Regions from separate parts of the Mus musculus genome. Here region 1 is linked to region 2. The links are chromatin contacts, called in public Hi-C maps. All regions are on one chromosome and are shown on one strand. Each heading gives the region's core, a stretch centred on a gene start, on an enhancer-like site or on the middle of the called end of the contact. The rest is flanking DNA. Distances are from core to core; before and after follow the strand shown.

Region 1 (5,499 bases), core at 1,179-3,678, 170 kb after region 2:
TTATAGATGGTTGTGAGTCACCATATGGTTGCTGGGAATTGAACTCAGGACCTCTGGAAGAGCAATCAGTGTTCTTAACTGCAGAGCCATCTCTCCAGCCCCTTGGGGATCATGTTTATCAAGCTCCTTCAGTGATCCCCAGATCCCTAACCATGTGCTGAGATCCCTGAACTAGGAACTACTGAAGGAAGTGTGGCCAGTGCACAGTTGTCCATATGGGAGTGGATTTCTTTTGTTGGTCTGAAAGATGGGAAGGAAAATACCCATTCAATCCTCCGACCTATATGCTGTGAATGAAAGCCAACAGGACCTAGGAATTAAGAAAGATACTGGGCTTCTCTGAAGATATACAGTCTGCCCTAGAGTATTATGAATTTGGGTTTTAGTTAGCATTTGCTCCCTCATTGAACCCTGTGGGGAAAGGCTGGTTTGAAGTGTCCAGTCCTATGCTCTCCAAAGTAACTTTCATCCCTACTGTCCCTCTTTTGACGGCCCTCGACAGCTCAGCCTCATACTGAACCTGCCCTTGAGTTAAAGCCATGCAGGAAGCCATTATCAGTAATTGACGATATATCTTCTAGATGAAGATGCACTATCATCAAGACGGTATAAATCACCGGTTCTACCCTCCCTGCCCTCACTCAAACCCGTATCCAGTTCAAGTCAAACTGGACCTTCTTGGTACTGCACATATAGGCTTCCTGTTTCAAGAAAGTTCTTGCCATGATTGGCATTCCTTCGTTGTGACTATAGGGCAACCATTTGCTTATCTTTGGGGGGATGGGGTGTATGCATACAGGCATGCACATGGTGGGTTTAGAGCACAACCTCTGATGTATCTGCCCTCACCTCTACCTTATTTAAGACAGGCTGTAGCTGGTGTTTACTGGGCATATGCCACACTAGCTGGTCTGAGCCTTCCAGGGATTCTCCTGCTTTTACCTCCCGAATGCCTGATGAGTCCTGGGCTCACGCACTGCTGTGCTTGGCTTTACGTGGGATCTGAGGGTAAACTCAGGTTTCCATTCTTGCATGGCGAGCTCTTTACTCACTGAGCCATCTCCTTATTTCTTTACTTGACTTTTAAACTGTATGTTATTTATTATTATTATTATTTATCCATTCAGTAGCACAGGATTGAACCCAGGACCTTGTACATTCTAGGTCAGTGTTCTACCATGGAACTATATACCCAGTCATCATCGTGTTGTCTTCATCATCATCATCGTCTTTGTCATCATGGTCGTCGTCATCATCATCATAATTATCACCATCACCACCATCATTATTTTGAGACTGGGTCTTACTGAATTGCCCAGGCTGGACTTGAACTCACTCAGTATCCCAGTCATGCCTTCTGTGAATTTGGGATCATCCTGACTCAGTTATCTGAGTGGATGAGATTGCAAGCATGTGTCCTGTTTAACACTTTTTATGTGCATTGAAGGCAGCCAAACCCCTGTCAATGTCTCCTGACCATTTCATTTCCTAAAATCCACCGTGGAACATTCCAGAAAAGATAAAAAGCAAAGCTCCCCAGTTGGTAAATATCAACCATCATGGTTTTCTGCAGTAGCCCAGGGTTTTACATGTCCCACACTATCCTAAACCGATAACACAGATAACCCATCTGGCCATGGCCTGCTTTCCCTCCCAGGGTGGGCAGGGGATTAGAGCTGTTTCAACGCTGGGAGACTCCGAGGTTGTAAAAAGCCTTGTGCTCTGAACAGAGGGACAGTTACATAAGTCCACAGAGCTCCCCACACTACAGGACAGCAGACTCCAAGCAGCATCTAATTACAGGGAGGCTGATGGTCGCTGTTGAAGATCCTGTCACAGGACCCAGGTCTCAGCCCACTGATGTCCTGCCAGCAGTTGCACTAAAACGGAAATTAAGCGCAGTGTCATGGCCATTTAGGACATTAGGAACGGAAGGCGCCCGGGAGCTGCTTCCTGGCCCCTTGCCCATGTTATTAACAAGGTGCAAACGAGGACCTAGGCTGGAAGAGGGAAACAGCTGGAGAAAAGAGACCTTCACAGCAGGTGGAGATCTGAGGAGAGGAAGGGGATGTAGAGAGACTGTGTCCCAAATCTCCTTGGCTGAGGATAAAATTGGCTTGATAAATGAGGAAGAGTCATTCATTTCTTCACTCGACCCTCTCTGGAACATTTTGTAGATTGCAAAGTTTCTCCAGTCCCTGATTTTCTGTGCTGGATTAATGCAACACACACACACACACACACATACACACTTCCCATCATGGGGGCGGGCGGGGGAGAGGCAAGGCCCACATGACACACACATCCACATTTGTTGACACTCACTGCTCATCATTTGTAATTTGTTTGAAACCTTCAGGCTAGTGGCTCTCTGTAGAGTGTTGCCAGACTGCCAAATTCTCTAGCTCAGAATCTAGGGAAATCCTGGCCTTGGCCTGGGTCCAGCTATGGCCAATGCCAGGGCTATTTGCTAAATAAAGAACACAAGCCCGGGGCTGGAGGAGGGTCTGAGAGTTCTTTGTTTTGCAGCTCATTCACCCTTGACCCTACCCCCACTCAACACACACACATTCACACACACACACACACACACACACACACACACACACACCCCACATGCACACACTGCCTGACAAGCCTCTGACTAGGCTGACGGACTTGGGTAACTCAGCAAAGAGACGAAGCACCATGGTCCCCTGTCTTGCTCTTTATCTGTTCCCACGGGGATGTGCATAGGTGGGGATCTTGAAGACAGAGCTGGAGGATCTCTGGAGTCCACACAGCCATCCAGAATCTTCCATCTCATGCAGCACTCTGCTTTCCTATTTCCCTGCCAACAGCTGTAGCAGAGGTGAACTGGAACATGGGAAATGCCAGCCCCTTTGCCTGGAGGATGGGGTGCGGGGGAACTAAAAAGCCCGTTTTTCTGTCCTGTCAGGTCTATTTAAGTATTTAATGAGGTGAGATAGCACCAATAAATTTCACATGGCACAATAACTCTGATGATGTGGGCCATGGACTAATCAGCTTCCATTCTGGGGATAGAAGAGTGTTCTTGCCTTTGCTAGATCTTATCGGGTTTGATTGCTTTGTTCAGATATTAAAAAGGTTGAGCAAGGACTTTCGGGCACTGCCACAAATCTGCCCGCATCCTCCCAGCCAAGATAGATTGAAACCAGGCTGTGGAATGCAAGGCTGTTTATTTTAATTGACAATCAAGAGGAGGAGAATTGGTAGAGTGGAAGGTGGGGAAGGAGGCCACAGGCCTGTGATTGGATGGCTTCTGAGTCTACCTTCCTCTCTGCAAAGCTCACACACAGCAAGGCTGCTTATCCAATGGAGGACCAGCACCTGAGGCTTTGAAGAGTCTCTTCTTCTCTATGCTTGTCCTGAGCATAGAGAGAGCCTGTTGACCCGTGTATCACCTGTGATTTTTGTCTTTGTTTTTTATGGAATGAGGCTGGTTACAGACATTTCCCGGGCACTTGGGTCCTGCTCTAGCTTCTGCTGACCCTTGCACAGCGCGTGCATTCTGTCCGTTGGACCTTTAGGGGACAGTCCCTAATGCTCTTTGAAGCCAGAGGCCACACTATAATCTGTAAGAACCTCTCACCCCACACATGCAGCACAAAGCAGAGATCAGATTTTCTGAAGTGTATATGGGCATATGTGAGGGTAAGTGACATAATTCATATGGCATGCAAGCAAGCAATTATCAGTTGATTTATATTAATATTTGTTGTACCATTAAATATAATTTATATGTCATACATGATTTCATAAGCATCATTTCTCAGGATGAAACCAGGGTAGGCCAAAGGTTCTTAATACAAGTTAAGTTCAGGTAAATTATTATAAAAGTCTGTCGATAATGACAGAGGAAGTAGCCAGTAAGTAAAATTTAGGGAATGCTCTATCAGCTCACTTAGTAATTGATTGGCTGGTTGGTTGGCAAATTATTAGCCATTTAATGAATGGGTTTATTTTCCCAATATTTTATTGTTAAAAAAAAAATCAAACACAGCAGAGAAGTTGAGAGAACGTGGAGAGGTCATGCAGAGACCTACGCCCCAGGCTGTATGGTCAGTGCTGTGTTTCCTTCAGCACGTCTCCCTCCAGAGCCATTTCTCCTCATTTTACTCTGTGGCACTCACACTTTTCGATTCATTTCAAGATGAAATGCATTCATCTGTGCACTTTACCCTTAGACACATATCATTAGAGTTCAATATTTGTTCATGGCTTTTTAAGTATGACATATATGCCACAAAGTGTACAAATCTTAATGTTATCATTCGAAGAATTTCAATGAATGCACGCGCTTGTGTAAACTGTGAACCCTATGGATGATGGCCAGCACCCCAGAAAACATAGTACCACCTGCTCAAACCCCACTCTTGTCAACACAGACCACTGCTGTTGTAATTTTTGTCAGAATATATTAAATTTTCCTGCCATGCGAGTTCCTGGAGATGGAATAGTACAGAAGATAATCTTTGTTTGAGATAGTCACCTGTATTGATGCATGGATCACTAGTTCATTGCTTTTAAATACTGAGTAGAGCTTCTCTGTTTCTATCCAATCCCCTGTGGGGGACACCTGGACTATTTCCAGGTTGGGGTTCTAATCCATAAGGCTGCTAAGAACTGTCCACAAATTCCTTGTAAGTATACACTTTCTTTTGGGTATGTTACTAATAGGTGTATTGAACGTTCACAGGCGAGGTGTGTGTTTAGTTTTCACAAACCTACCCGGCCTTTCTTCAAAAGACGCAATATGATATGCTTGGGTCCTGTTACCAGGGATCTATGAGAATTACAGTTGCCGTGGCTGGGAAGGTGACTCAGTCAGTAAAGTGCCTACTGTGTGAGCATAAGGACCTGAGGTAAGGAGCTTACACTGCAGTGGCAAGGCCAGTCATGATCACAGCCAGCCACATTAATTTAATGAAAATCAAACCGGAAGTCTCTCCGAGACATCAGGAAAGGCTCCGTGAAGTCATCTGGATTGAACCAAGGGAGATAGAGGAAGGCTGTTCCACTTCCTTTCCAAAGTATTACAGAAAGAACAACACCTCTGGGATAGAAAAGATCAAATCTCTCAAAGCTAAAGTCTAGCTCCACTGTGCCGAAGCACCCACAGCATGTCCCTGTAATCTCTGCGTAAGAGAGGCAGAGACAGGCGCATGCTAATGCTTGCTGCCTGGTAGTATGGCTGAACAGGGGAGCTCCAAGTTCAGTGAGAGAGCATGACTCAGGACATAAGGTAGAAAGAGATTAAGGAAGACATTCAACATCAACCTCTGGCCTCAACATGTATGTGAACACAAATACATGCACACCTTTCTGCATACGTCTCACACTGCACACTCACACATACACAAGGAATGACCATGTCCCCTCCTGTGCCATCTCTACTATTTGAGTCACTCTTATGGATAATTTAGTAGTATCACACCATGAAACATTTTTTATGTACTTATTGACTATTCATAAACT
Region 2 (5,363 bases), core at 1,743-4,242:
AGACTGAAGAGAAGGACTGGGTGGAGTTGGAGATGGAGAAATTTATCCAGAGAATTAGAGTGGTTTGTTGGGTGGTTTCAGACCATCAGACCTAGCTCCCGGTGCAAAGCTCATTGATGATCAAAGCCATTCTAACTGTATCCAGGTGAAGGATCCCAGTCTCATCCCCTTACATTACCCAGGGTTTATGGGTTGTGGTTCTGGAGCTCGGCAGGTACGGTTGTGAAGCCTGCTGTGATCTTCTGCTTGGCCCACCTGCCTTGCTGTCTCCCTGACACACAGTCTGCCTGCTCTGTGTACACACCACATGGTCACTTCTCACACTTAACCCGTTAAGAAGAGGCTGGTGGAATATGGGTTATAAAATCCCGATCCCTGGGGCAGGAAAGGTGCTCAGTGGTTAGGGGGTTGTACTCCTCGGAGGACCCAAGTTCAATTCTCAGTACTCAGGTCAGGCAGCTCAAGAATGCCTCTAACTCCAGCACCAGGGGATCTAATGCAATCTTCCGGACTCTTCAGACAACTTCACACACACACACACACACACACACACAGAGAGAGAGAGAGAGAGAGAGAGAGAGAGAGAGAGAGAGAGAGAGAGAGTTTAAAATTACCAACTTGAAAACTCCTGTTCTCCCCTAGAGCTCCCGTGGCACTGTAGACCCAGCTTTAGAGCCTGTGCTCGAAACCTCTGGGAAACCACATACCCACTTGCATCTATCAGTGTGCAGCCCAACTAGAAGAGTACCATGGTTCTGTAGGTTAAAAAAAATCACAAAATTCTAAATCAAGATCTAGAGAGTCCTGCTTTCTACCCAAAGGGCTTGGGGTTTCATGCCATGGGCTCCTGGGATACCAAGAGGTCTGGGAACCATTTACATAGCACCAAGTTTCAAATTAGCTTCTCCCCTTGGAAGGTACAGCTTCTGCTAGCTCAGTCATGTCACTACCCCTACTGGCCAGATGAGAGTGAAGGGAAGAGGCCCTGAGCAATTAAGTGTGTAGCCTAGGGTCACAGAGCGAGTTAACACAGGCCCACAGAAAGCATGGAGTCCTCCCGCCACACTCAGGCAGCAAATGGGCAAGCTGCCCTCAGGCTCCTGCCTCAATGCACCTTCATCTCTCTCGGCTCAGCAGCCCGCCCAGCTATTCCTCTCCTCCCACACACATCCCCATCCTGATCTAAGCCTCTTCTGCCACCCCAGCCTGGGGCCTCGGGAGATCAGGAACTACCTGCACAAGGGGAATGATGGCTGTCACAGAGTGCAGCCAGAGAGGAGGAGAGGAAAACCTCAGAGCTCAGCTTCCACCTCATCTGCCAGCCCACTGAGTCTGAGAGGAAACTCTGAGTGACAGCTATGCATAATGTCTCCTTGGGCTGACAGAGACGGTTTGCCATGCCACAGGAGTGTGGTTATAGATCTATGGTTCTGAATTGGCCCCCAACAATACCACCTACACTGTCCTCCTTTTCTTTAAAGTATTGATTCTCTGTCATGTCAGTCACGTGATTCTAATGAGATGCTAATCATCCCCAATAACAGCTGAAGGCATGTGACAGCCAGGTCCAGCCTGTCATTGCTTCCTGGGCCCCTGGCCATAGCAATAAGTCCAAGGATGGTTCTGGGAGCATGTCTAAACAACAAAGCCTCTTTGCTGGGATGTTTCTTGTCTTCTGTTGAGGGAGGCTAACAACATAACACTGCCATCTGGAGAAAGTCTCTCCACACACAGACCTGATGAAGTCCAGCAGAAATGTACAGACTGTGCACTTGGGGACAATGGATCCTGATGGCCAGATGAAGAGATGGATCAGAAGGTAAAGCGCTTGATGCTCAAGCTAACTAAGTCTGGGTTCTCATAACCCATGTGACCAGCTGGAGGCAGTAGCACAGGAGTCCACAACAGCAGTAGGTCCATCAAAGAAGTGGACAGTGGAGACGAAGGCATCACTCTGCACTCACAGGCCACAGCCTGGGTGCACCACAGGAACAGGTGGCTGTGCATCAAAACAAGGTAGAAGGTGAGGACCCACATCCAGCATTGTCCTCTGACTTCATGTACCCACTATGGCACACGTCTGCACACACAGAGACATATATACATGTATACGTGTATGCACATACACTCATACATACACTTATACACACTTCCTGTCAAACTCCTACATACTGACATATTACATACACACTTACACAAGACACTCTTAAACACAAACACACACACACACAAATACCAATAAAACCTCATATACAAACATTCTCACACACTCACACATAACCACATACACTCACAAACATTCTCACCCACATATAGATATACATTATATATAAGTTCACATACACTCACCTACACATACACATACACGTACACACAGACACACGTGCACACACTCACAAAAGTGAGATTTCCCTGTAATATCTGCTGACATACGCTTTGCAAACATAGCTCAAATTAAGTTTCTGTTACTTGCAGCTAGATAGCCTGATAAACGTCGAGGGATAGCTACAGCAACAACTCTCAGACATAAAACGAACTGTTTAAACTGGCATCGGACTCAGGGCACAGATATAAAGGGAATGCAGCCAGAAGGACAGCAGGCAGCTGCCCTCGAGGAAGCGAATTCTGGGCTGCATGGTTCCCTTAGTCGGGTGATGGAATTTCATGGTCTTTGATGTTTAACCAAAGGCCAATTAGTCCCTAAATATCCTTTGCTGCCACATGGAAGAGGGAGAGGACACAGGCAGGTTTAGCCTGAGAGCCAGCAGTGGAGAGAACAGGTAAACTTAAGACAAAGAAAGAAGAAGAAGGAAAAAAAGAACAAAAACATACAAACGGACTGTCCTTGTTTGTTTTGTGTCAAGTTAACGCAAAACTAAAAACAGGACTATAGGGGAAAAGGAACCTCTCTTAAGAAAACACCTCTATAAAGATTGTCCTGTGGGCCACTGCGTGGGATGTTTAGTTGATTAATGAGTGAGCCTGGAGGGCCAAGTCCACTGTGGGTGGTGCCTGACCTGGGCAGGTGGCTCTGAGTCATATAAGAAAGCAAGCCGAGCAAGCCAGAGGATCAAACTAGTAAACATCACTCCTTCATGCCGTCTGCTGCAGTTCCTGCCTCCAGGTTTTGTGACCCAGATTAACCCTTTCTTCCTTGAGCTGCTTTTGGCCATGACATTTATCACTGCAAGAGAAAGCCAACCCAGACATGAATTGAGGACTCCCCACCTAATGTGGAGCCTGATAAGAGGAACCAAAACAATATTCGTGTTAGTCACTACATTAGCTCAGGTTTCCATTACTGTAACAAAATACCTGAGACATCTGACTTACAAAAAGAAAAGGTTTATCTCGCCTTGAAACTTTGGAGGTTGTAGACCATTGTTGGGTGACCTCAGCTCATTGTTTTGAACCTCTGGCAAAACAGCACACCGTGGCATGAGAACATGGCAAAATCAGCCATCATAGGAACCATGAAGTACAAAAGAGACAGGAAGAGACGGGAGTCTCCAAATTCCCATTAAGAATATTTCTTCAGTGACCTAGGACCCTCCCAATTGGTACCATGTCCACCTTCTAGGGTCACAACTGTGAGACCAAGCTTTAACATGTAAGCCCATTGAGGACATTTCTCCACACTACAGCACCCATCTTAAGGATTCTCCAAGGTTTAGAGAGATGGTTCAGAGAATCAAAGCACCTGCTTTGCAAGCATGAAGACCTGAGTTTGAATTCCACCACCACATGAACTAGCCAGAAATGGCTACATAGAGCTGTAACCAAAGCACTGTGGGAAACAGAGATAGGAGGGTCACTGGGCTTTGCTGGATGGCAACTAGTACCAGGTTCAATGAGAAATCTTGTCGCAAGAGGATAAGGCCACGGAGGATAGGTTATAGGAAACTTTTAAAGTTTCCTATAATCTCCATATGTGCACAGGCATGGATACACACATGCACACACATACAAGCACACATACAGTAAACCACATGCACACATACACACAAACACACACACTACATAACATACACACCACATACCATGCACACAACATAGACAAATACCACATACACATGGCACACACATTCTACAGTACACCACACACACACACACACACACACACACACACACACACCATAGACAATGCATACAACACAGATAAACACCACATACATATATATATACCACGTAAAATATACAAAACATAGATACAAACCACACATTCACACATGGCCCACACACTATACCATACTCACACCACACACACACAAACACACACATATAAACACACACACCACATATACACACCCACATAAATACATTATACCATACATACACTACTATGACAATACATGCCACACTACACACTCATACACACATAGACACACATGCTATACCATACAAGCACCACATGCAGTTATACATACATACTCACACATGATATACACATACATGCACACACACACACACACACACACACACACAGACACCTCTAAATCAGCTGTGAGAAAATAACCACAAGTCCTGCTGTATGTTCTGAGCCTTGTGCTTTGTCTGTCTATGACATAGAGCACAGTTCTCAAAACCCTCCTGATCTGGCTTCTCCTTCCACTCCAGGCCCTATTGTAACTGAGTCTGTCCACACCTCTGCTGTTCTTGTCTCCTGCTATGGGTCTATGGGTCACTCTTCCCCCAGCATTGAAGACACTGCTGGAGATCATGTTCAGCGTGTCCCATACCCCATACCATTCCTGCAGAGACCCCACATTCCAAAACTGGCCTACCAGCCCCAGTCCCTCAGGAATCTCAGAAGAGTGCTCCTATCAATCAGATAGGATCCGGTGACCATCTTTGGGCCAATTGCTTTGACCAGGGCCTGAAGTCTGCTGCTACAGAAGATGGTGGACAGATAGTTAGAATCACATAGTTGACCTGACAGAGAAGCTCTTCTCTAAAGAGAGGAAGGATGGGGTAGGTGATATGGTGGGGGTCAACTCAAAGCGACCAGTCTCCTATCTATTACACTTCCAGCACTTGGCAAACCACCTCATGCCTTTGACCTCCTCTGACCCCCTTCTTAGAGGAGAGGGCCCACAGTTTCCCTGCTAGCCCAAAAGCAATCATGGCTTTCATCTGCACAGCAGGTCCTCCCACTGGCGTGTCTCCTCTGCCAGTCACAAGCATTCTTCCCCTACCCTCCGTTCCTCCTTGTCACCGCCTTAAGACCTTTTCCCTCTTGTGAGGAGATATTTGCAATGGCCTCTCCTTTGCTCTGTTCAAACATTTTATTCAACAGGCATTTATAAGGTGTCCTTTATGTACTGAACTCTGCCGTCTTCCTATTCTCTAAACCATTCTATCCA

What was found. Hi-C and Micro-C count contacts between places; a contact is called where the count stands out from the background.
Region 1: a Hi-C map of liver shows a contact between it and region 2, with 2.7 times the contacts expected there. The contact joins two enhancer-like sites. A contact is called at or near these places in 4 of 484 Hi-C or Micro-C datasets (liver, nephron progenitors and olfactory sensory neurons) and 1 of 115 datasets of contacts at active chromatin or transcription factors (pancreatic cancer cells).

Annotation. Positions count from the first base shown.
Region 1 is chr9:47,420,498-47,425,996 of GRCm38.p6, forward strand. No RefSeq gene overlaps it. Among named protein-coding and RNA genes, the nearest start is that of Gm31816, 55 kb to the left of the region's middle. Within about 2 kb of position 2,429, at least 68 of the 459 cell types and tissues checked have an H3K27ac peak or open chromatin away from gene starts, as enhancers often do. A contact at or near this core is called in liver, where this site is marked.
Region 2 is chr9:47,251,434-47,256,796 of GRCm38.p6, forward strand. No RefSeq gene overlaps it. Among named protein-coding and RNA genes, the nearest start is that of Gm39332, 11 kb to the left of the region's middle. Within about 2 kb of position 2,993, at least 19 of the 459 cell types and tissues checked have an H3K27ac peak or open chromatin away from gene starts, as enhancers often do. A contact at or near this core is called in liver, where this site is marked.